Regions from separate parts of the Mus musculus genome. Here all the other regions are linked to region 1. A link is a contact called in public Hi-C and HiChIP or PLAC-seq data. All regions are on one chromosome and are shown on one strand. Each heading gives the region's core, a stretch centred on a gene start, on an enhancer-like site or on the middle of the called end of the contact. The rest is flanking DNA. Distances are from core to core; before and after follow the strand shown. Region 1 holds the start of Cacng4 (calcium channel, voltage-dependent, gamma subunit 4). Region 2 overlaps Helz (helicase with zinc finger domain). Region 3 overlaps Helz (helicase with zinc finger domain).

Evidence for each region. Hi-C and Micro-C count contacts between places; a contact is called where the count stands out from the background. HiChIP or PLAC-seq counts read pairs in DNA pulled down with a chosen protein or histone mark.
Region 2: a contact with region 1 is called in a Hi-C map of cerebral cortex, with 2.0 times the contacts expected there. The contact joins the enhancer-like site here to the promoter of Cacng4 in region 1. A contact is called at or near these places in 4 of 39 promoter capture datasets (the HPC-7 cell line, cranial neural crest, hippocampal neurons and 1 more), 4 of 484 Hi-C or Micro-C datasets (the HL-1 cell line, cerebral cortex, nephron progenitors and 1 more), 10 of 115 datasets of contacts at active chromatin or transcription factors (SST interneurons, craniofacial prominence, embryonic basal ganglia and 7 more) and 1 of 9 other capture datasets (pancreatic islet).
Region 3: a contact with region 1 is called in an H3K4me3 HiChIP or PLAC-seq map of embryonic stem cells, with 2.7 times the contacts expected there. The contact joins the enhancer-like site here to the promoter of Cacng4 in region 1. A contact is called at or near these places in 2 of 39 promoter capture datasets (both in embryonic stem cells), 7 of 484 Hi-C or Micro-C datasets (the HPC-7 cell line, cranial neural crest, embryonic fibroblasts and 4 more), 9 of 115 datasets of contacts at active chromatin or transcription factors (craniofacial prominence, embryonic basal ganglia, embryonic forebrain and 5 more) and 1 of 9 other capture datasets (embryonic stem cells).

The regions. Positions count from the first base shown.
Region 1 is chr11:107,793,275-107,795,974 of GRCm38.p6, reverse strand. It overlaps Cacng4 (calcium channel, voltage-dependent, gamma subunit 4), which reads left to right and starts at 1,269. Exons shown (of 4, transcript NM_019431.4): 1 at 1,269-1,730. The coding sequence starts at 1,511. Gm11650 (predicted gene 11650) reads right to left here and starts at 2,103. Exons shown (of 2, transcript NR_165828.1): 1 at 2,010-2,103; 2 at 122-1,037.
Region 2 is chr11:107,654,331-107,657,030 of GRCm38.p6, reverse strand. Helz (helicase with zinc finger domain) reads right to left here. Exons shown (of 33, transcript NM_001368755.1): 24 at 783-987. Among named protein-coding and RNA genes, the nearest start is that of Mir6932, 18 kb to the right of the region's middle. Within about 2 kb of position 1,315, at least 5 of the 459 cell types and tissues checked have an H3K27ac peak or open chromatin away from gene starts, as enhancers often do. A contact at or near this core is called in cerebral cortex, where this site is marked.
Region 3 is chr11:107,616,826-107,619,525 of GRCm38.p6, reverse strand. Helz (helicase with zinc finger domain) reads right to left here. Exons shown (of 33, transcript NM_001368755.1): 14 at 210-543. Among named protein-coding and RNA genes, the nearest start is that of Mir6932, 20 kb to the left of the region's middle. Within about 2 kb of position 1,340, at least 10 of the 459 cell types and tissues checked have an H3K27ac peak or open chromatin away from gene starts, as enhancers often do. A contact at or near this core is called in embryonic stem cells, where this site is marked.

The sequences.
Region 1 (2,700 bases), core at 20-2,519:
TTCTCCCAGCAAAAGATAATTTTTCCCAGGGCAAACATTTGCACATTGCTACCACACACGGCTATATACGAGGGGGGAGCTCACACTCTCCAGAGAGGAAGAACAGTGAGTGCTCTGAGGCTGGGGTCATTCATTTATTTTCTCTGAGGAAAGCTGGGAAAGTGGCCCGGGAGGTAAAATTGCAAGGGCAGCAGCTTTCCATGTGTCTCTTTCAATCCCAGGGGGTCAGAACAGCAGCCCACAGAACAACCCTCGAGGATGCAACAGGGACAAGGGTGTAAGAAATGGCCTGAGTTCCCCCCCCCCCCGTGGGTTTCAGGCCTCCTGCAGGGGAGGAGGGGAACTGGGTGGCAAGGAAGGAGCCTGGCTCCAAGGAGCTCGGAGTGTATCCAGCTTGGGACCCTGCCAGCACCAAAAGCAATTAAGGGAAGAGGCCAGAGGCCCCGAGGCAGAGTCTGACAAGGTTAAGGGGAGGTGAGGAAGAGCCGGTTAGGCTGAGGAAGAGCCAACCGGAGAAAAAGTAAAGGTTCAGAGAAGGACAGGGAGAAGAAACAGCTGGAGGCTACAATGTAGTTGCTGGTGTTCCTGCCTCTATCAGCAATGGACTATCAGAAGTGTGACTGTAGTGTGTCACATCCTCAGTCCCCCTTCGAAGAAGTCCAGAGCTCCCCAGTGCCTGCTAGAACCCCTTGGCTTGCTTCGGTTGAAATGGAGGTGATCTTCATCTGGCTTGGCCCATAAAGAATGTCTCCCGTCTGTGACCCACATCTGGGCCCTTTGGAAACGCGAGGAGTCTCACAGTACATCCCTGCCTAGACCTTCATAACCAGGTACAGCCATAAGGCCGTGGGGAAAGAAGGAAAGGGGACGCAATCTCCATCCCACAGAATGGGATACAGAATCCTGGGGACTAAGGAGATCCTGGCTGTCCCGGGTTGGAAAGAGAGGTGACTGGAGACGCAGCTTCCCCGGGGTCCTTCCAGGGAACCAATCTTTCTTTCCCTCGGCTTCCTTCGCTCTGATAATGTGAATGAAGCCTGGGAGAGAAAAGAGAGCGCGCGTGAGCGCAGGGAGGGGAGAGAGGGGAGGGAAAATCCCGGCCGTGGGAGAGCGAGCGCGGGGCCAGAGGCGGAGGGGCGGCGCCGAGAGAGCGCGCCGGGCGGCGGGCGGTGGGTGGAGGCGCGGAGGGCGCGGGCCAAGAGCGGAGGGGAGGGCGGGCCGAGAGGGAGGAGCCCCCGGCCGCCACCGCCGCCGCTGCCGCCGCCGCCAGCCCGCCCGGCGGCCCGCGTAGCCCGCGCAGCCCTCACTCGCCGCCGCGCCTCGGAGTTTGAGCCCCGCGCAGCCGGAGCGCAGGCACGCCCGGGGCGCGGGGTCGGAGCGCGCAGCGCGGCGCCGCCCCCCGGCCCTCGGCCCCCCAGCCCCTGGAGCCCCCGGAGCCGCGCGCCGAGGGAGGAGGGCGGGCGGGCGCGGCGGGCCGGGCCGGCGGGCGGCGGACTATGAGGCGCCCACCATGGTGCGATGCGACCGCGGGCTGCAGATGCTGCTGACCACGGCCGGAGCCTTCGCCGCCTTCTCGCTCATGGCCATCGCCATCGGCACCGACTACTGGCTGTACTCCAGCGCGCACATCTGCAACGGCACCAACCTGACCATGGACGACGGGCCCCCGCCCCGCCGCGCTCGCGGCGACCTCACCCATTCGGGACTGTGGCGGGTGTGTTGCATCGAAGGTAGGACCCCTACCCCCAACGCACACACATAACACGCACACATGCACACGCACACATTGCCCCGGGGAGTGGGCCGGGGGAGGGGTGGGCGCGGCGCTGGCTCCACGCGAGACACAAAGAACCTAAAGCTGGGAGGGTGGGTTCCCGAGTGGACACGGGCGCAGCAGCCTCGGGTCCCTCTAGGCTGGGGACCTCCCCAACACACCGATCCCACAAACTCTCGGCTCGCACGCGCACACCCCCTCGCGCACAGACACAATGAAACACACAGAAACTCACGCACGCGCGCGCAACCCGAGAGCGGAGCGATCCCCAGGGGCCTCGCCGGCGCCCCTGGGGGAGGTGGAGGCTGGCGTGGGGGCGGGAGGAGTCTAGGGTTGGGGGGAAAGCGGACGCGGGAGGAGGGGGAGGGGTTGCTTGGCAACCGGTGTCTGTGCGATTGCTATGGGAACTGGCCATCCTGGGGCGGGGCCGGCCGGGGGCGGGGAGCCCCGGGGCAGCTAGGCGCTCACTCCAAGCCCCCAACTGAGAGGGTAAGGGCGGGGTACAGGTTGGGCCCCAAGCGGTTCTGGGGGAGCCAGGTAGCTCCAGCCGGCCGGCCTTCTCTTGATCCCTGACACCACAGACTCACTCCTCTCTGCGCGATGGGTACAAGAGGGGAACCGCGCCGCGTCTCCCGTAACTGAGGCAGCAAGCCCTGGGTCACTGCCCCTCAGCACGAAGTCGGCAAGAGACCTCCGTAGGAACCAAACTGGGGAGAGGAGAGTCAACAGCGGACCAAGAGTGGGCTGGGAGGGGCGTGGTCGCTGTTAGGGCAGGGCGGGGCTCTGTGACCCCCCTAGTATACAGAGACTTGAGAGGTGTGCTTCGGTTGAAATGCATCTAGAGATAGGGATTGAGTCCCTTGGACTGTGGGGACAGCTTCTAGGAGCGCGAGGCAGAAACCTCCGACGCCGGAAATGCATTAGGC
Region 2 (2,700 bases), core at 66-2,565, 140 kb after region 1:
AGACTGCAGTGAATCCCACACATGCCAGTTTCAGAATCTGCTTTTCAGGATGCTAAATGCAAGAATTTTTTTTCATGCACTGGAGTAAACAAGCCAGCTGTCTTTGCTCAAAATAACTGTAGCTCAAAACTGAAAATGGCCTTGACCTCCCCCTACCCCCAGCTCTACCCATTCTAAACAGGCTGCTTCCAGACCGCAGAACCATTCTATCTTCAAGAATCCAGCAAGTTGTCTCAACTATGTCCAAATACCACTTGAAATGAAACGGTTGCTTTTCTTTATTGAAAAATTATTTTAAAATGTAATTTCTGTACATAAGAGTTTGTATCAACATGCTTTAAGTGTGTCACTGGGGATGGTAAGGTGAATCAGTAGGTGAAGGAAATTTGCTCAAAGACAAAACTGACTCCCAAGTTGTCCTCTGACCTCCTTCCTCATATCTGCATGGCATAGATGTGTGGCATGCACGCATACGCACACGCACACACACACACACTCACTCACTCACAAGTTAATAAATATCTTTAGTAATAACCCTTTACGCTGTGGTTGTATTCACATCTGCTGCCGGCCTCGCGCCTATCAAGGGAGGAGTGCTGGAGGGTAGGCAAAGGTACTGCAGGTTGTCAGCCACCTCACAGCTGGAGCGGACGACTGAACAGTAAGCATGGTCCCCAGCACCCAAGTCTCAGCAAAGTTCCTTGCAAATACAGCTGTGGCCACCAAATGTGACCCTAATTCCAGTACTTTAACAACAAGCCAGTGTAAAGCAGGGCCTTTACCTTGGGTGGTGACTGCTGCTGTCTGCTACTGTTTCCTGAATGCTGCAGTCGTAAAGCCCGGGGGATAAACTCAGGAGCCAGTGGATTCAACACGTAAGTCTTCTTGAGTTCTAAAGCCTCTAACTGTGCCTTGATCTGTTCGAACGTGATCCCGTGCAAGCTGTGGTTTTCATGACACAGGGCAATAAACCGCTCCCAAAACTTTCTGCGGGAAAGATTCAGAAATTCAGGTTACAAGTACCAGTGGATGAATGGAAGTAACTAAAGATAAGTTCAAATTCTGCCCACTGCCCCACGTTGGATACCAACAGTAACTAATTGTTTTTAAAACCTATTTTTGATGGTTCTTAAATATTTTTATCTCCCTTGTAGCCCATCACCCATCAGAGATAGTGGAAAAGAAAGGATATGGGGGAAGAGGACCTGTTTAGAAACTGCCATCTGTGTTGTCTGAAAATCAGCAGTTCAGTTCACAGGTTTGCAGCAGCTCTATCCACTCACAAACACTTTTGGATGCACCAGCAGGCTAGTGTGGTAGAGTCTGGATAGCAAGCAGGAATCCACAGCGGTGGCACTGCCTAGCAGGGACAGCCGGGCCTCAGCCTCGGCTCGAGTCAGCAGGAGGGACCAGGAGGGACACCAGGGCAAGTTCTTGCCTGTGCCTCTCTCATAGAAACAATGATCAACAAAGACACAAGACCCACAAGTGTTATACAGCTAGTTCTCTAAGTAAACCTAGTTCTGACTCCGTCACTGTCTGTCGAGTCCTATCTCTACCCTCTAAACGTCCCGTATCCTCTATGGGTCTTGCCTCGGCACGTGTGTCTGATTCAGTGACATCACTGTGCCAATCAGCTTGAGTCCAAAAAAGCGACAAAAAAACTACAGCACACCACAGGAGATTTTTGGTGTGTTTCTCTCTAATGGAATCCAGACAAATGCAGCTCAACTACACAATATAAGACAGACCTATACATACATGTTATTAACAAAAAATCCTTCATCATGTGTCTTTTCAGATGCATACTCTAACAGAACATCCTTTCACCTGTGTCTGCTTCAATAAAATGTTCCTTCACGAGTTAGTCTTTCACCTGTGTCCACTTTAGGACAACATTCCTTCACACGTTTGCCCCAACAAAACACCATCCAACACAACAGACTCTCCAAAGAACCCTTTAAGTTTCCACTTCATCCTACCTCAAATCTTTAAGGCTAATATTTATCTAAGTACAGTGTAGATAGAATCTTTCTCAATGACAAAAGTGTAGATAGCCTAGGAGCATACTATATACAACAAGACCATAAGAAACTTTGCCTCACAACACTAATACAGAACCATGTATTTATGAACCATGTATTTATGAACCATGTATTTATGAACCATGTAATGAGGTTTTCAAAACTGAGAGTAGCTCAATTTATAGAAAATCTGTACTTCTAGTCTTACACACACATATGCATACATGTTTATATACTTGTAATGATACATGCACATACTCACATCTATAAAGAGTGACACTCTGCATAACAATTAGTCATACCACACTGCATACATAAAGTGATGATTTCTGCCAAACAGTATCATGGCTGTCCTTCCTGGTATTTGCTTTGATGGTGACAGCACTCAAAACTGCCTTTCTCAGAACTCATCAGTAAATAACAAATGGACTGTATCTATATACTACATACATAGAGAATTAAAATATATATGCATATTACTATGAACTACAGATTAGAAGGAACCTTGTATGCGGCTAAAGAGAGGACTCAGTTGGTAAAATGCTTGCTGCATAGCATGAAGACTTGAGTTCTGAACTACAACGCCCATACAAATAAAGGCTGGGGTGGAGCCTGTAACCCACGGGGATCTGTGGAGCTGGTGCGCCCCAGGTTCAATGAGACACACCCATCTCAA
Region 3 (2,700 bases), core at 91-2,590, 180 kb after region 1:
AACATCTGCTCTTCCATTGCTGATGTCGAAGTCTAGAGCTTCTACAAGACTGGAACAGACTACACGTTCCTTAAACTCAAAAGGTGACTGAAGCTGTAGTTCCAACCAGCCAGGATGAGACTTCAAAGTCACATGCATTCTGGTCCAGGGCGACCGCTGGCATAGGTGACACACTCCTGGGAGAAGGAAGGCACTGCCTGCAAACATACCTGGATGTCACAGTCAGGCCGCAGACTAAGCTCTTCACAGCATTCCCTGGATATCCTTAAAAATACATAGTCTTTTGTTTTTTCTTCAATAGTAGCTTCATAAACCTTCTCTTTGGTTCCCTGGGACTGAACGAGCTTCTCTTTAGGGACTGGTAATAAATAAACAGCATTGACCCTGGTCATCACCAGCCGTCCAGCCAAAGTGTCTTCCGAGAGGGTTTCAGTAAGCTTGAAACGACCAAAAAGTTGTCCATTCTGAGCATACTTTGCACCCCCAGAAACTCCAGTGAGCATGAAGCTTGCTAAAATCTGCAATTGCACTTTAAGGTTGAACCTAAATCAAAAGCAGAAAACTAATTTGAGTATCAAAACTGTAAGAACTAGAAAAACACAACAAAGAAATTCAAATATAAACATAAGGAATATGAAACTCTATCAATTCCACACTGTACAAGTTAGCAACTCTATAGATGATATCTTTCTGCCTTTAACCCAAGCTGAAGACAAGTTACATAAGCATTAGTTGCGTTGAAGGTATGCATTTTTAAAAGACTGCATGGGGCCCCTGATAGGGCTCAGTGAGTAAAAGTGCCTTGTGCCAAGCCTGATATCCTGAGTTCCATTCTAGTAGCCACGTGGTAGAAGATGCAAACTGACTCCTCTCACCCCTGTATGTAAGCCCTGCCTCTCATACACACACATGCACAAGCACAAATAAATAATTCTTGTAAGTCTGAGTAAACTATGGGTGACTACTTTATAAGTAATAAAGTGGAATACATTAATAGGAGAACCACTTACAACATAGTTGAGATACTTAAGACTTTAATAGCGCCTAACCTAGGAGGAAAGACACTGAACTAAAGCTAGAGCGGACTTTCAGGTCAGTGCCTGCGAGGTAAGTCTTTCCCAAAGAATCCAGACGTAACATTCCCTTTCAGTAATGCTAACAAATAACAACCGAAATACAAGTTTGCTAGTTAGTATAAGGAACTGACTCTAGTGCAGGAATGATGGGGGGAGGGGGGGACCAAGCCTATTTTAGTAGACAGCCATCGGGACCCTCATGCACCCACACGTGCATGGGACTATGAGAGACTATGCATCTGAAGGCATCACAGAGAATCGAGACTAGCTTACACAGTTAAAACGTTCACAGCAGGGGCTTGGGGGTCAGGGCAGTACATCCCTTTGATCCCAGCACTGGGAAAGCAAAGGCAGGAGGATCTCTGTGAGCTCAAGGCCAGTCTGGTCTACAAAGCTAGTCCAGGATAGTTAGAATCTTGTGTCTTGAATGATTCTTTAGATAAAGCTTCTTTCTTTAAATAGAGCTGCCTTCCATACACTGAGAAGGACCTGGGGTAATTAAAACTGGCTCAGGGTTGGGAGACAGCACTACCTCTAATACACTGCTGACTGACAGGAGCTCTCTATAGCTAACAGTGATGTCCAAGCTTCAAATCACCTCCCTTGTATTTGCAGCAACCCTCCTCTTTAAACTCCCTCCTCTGCAAACGTCCAGAGGCTTTCTGCCGTCTGTCCTCTATTCCTCCATTTCCATCCAAACTCGGACACCTTCTCAAAGCCCAGTGTGCCCTCATCTTACTCCCTAATGGATGCCTTTGTTCCTGCATTCTCCATGCCCAGACATGTAGCACCAAATAACCCCTGACCCCTCCCATGTGTGTGACAGGCGGATTTCTGAGTTCGAAGCCAGCCTGGTCTACAGAATGAGTTCCAGGATAGCAGGACTACAACAGAGAAACCCTGTCTCGAAAAACCAAAAAAAAAAAAAAAAAAAAAAAAAGGCTCCACCATTCCGTGTGTCCATGCTAAAAGCTGAGTTACACTGAAGGTTCCTCTCTCACCAACTGCTATTCCTCTACAATACTGTCACAAAGCCCTGATTCTGGAGGCACTGTGTGTTCCTACTAATGGTTAAGTCGCTGGCCACTCGGCCTCTTTAACCTGGATAACTCTAATGAAGCCCCACTCCAGAGGCTCTGCCCCTCTCCTCTGGCCTTCTTGGGCACCTGCACTTACATGCAAATACTTGCACATGCACAAAAAGACAGACACAGAATTCAAAATAAGATGAATCCTTTAAAGAACAGCACTTTGAAATTCAAACACTTTAAATACAAAGCATTTAGGGTGCTAAATGAACAGAGACAATCCTTTCCACTGTTGCACACCACATTCTGGATCAATCCTGGAGTCTATGTAATCTCAGCCTTCCCAGGAGGCACAATAACAGCCAACAAAATTTCCAACTACTGTAAAAGCACTGGTCTAGCTCCTAAGAAACACGGAGGGCCAATGCCAGCATTTGTTAGCTCATTATCTCTGAAGTGATATTTCAATTTTCAAATGCCAGAGCTATACAGTAAGTTTGGTTTCATGAGATTTTTTCCGACTACATGAACAAGAATCAGGCCAGTAACAAGAGAAGGCCTGGTCTACTGCAGCAGAGGGAGAAGCAAGGTAACCC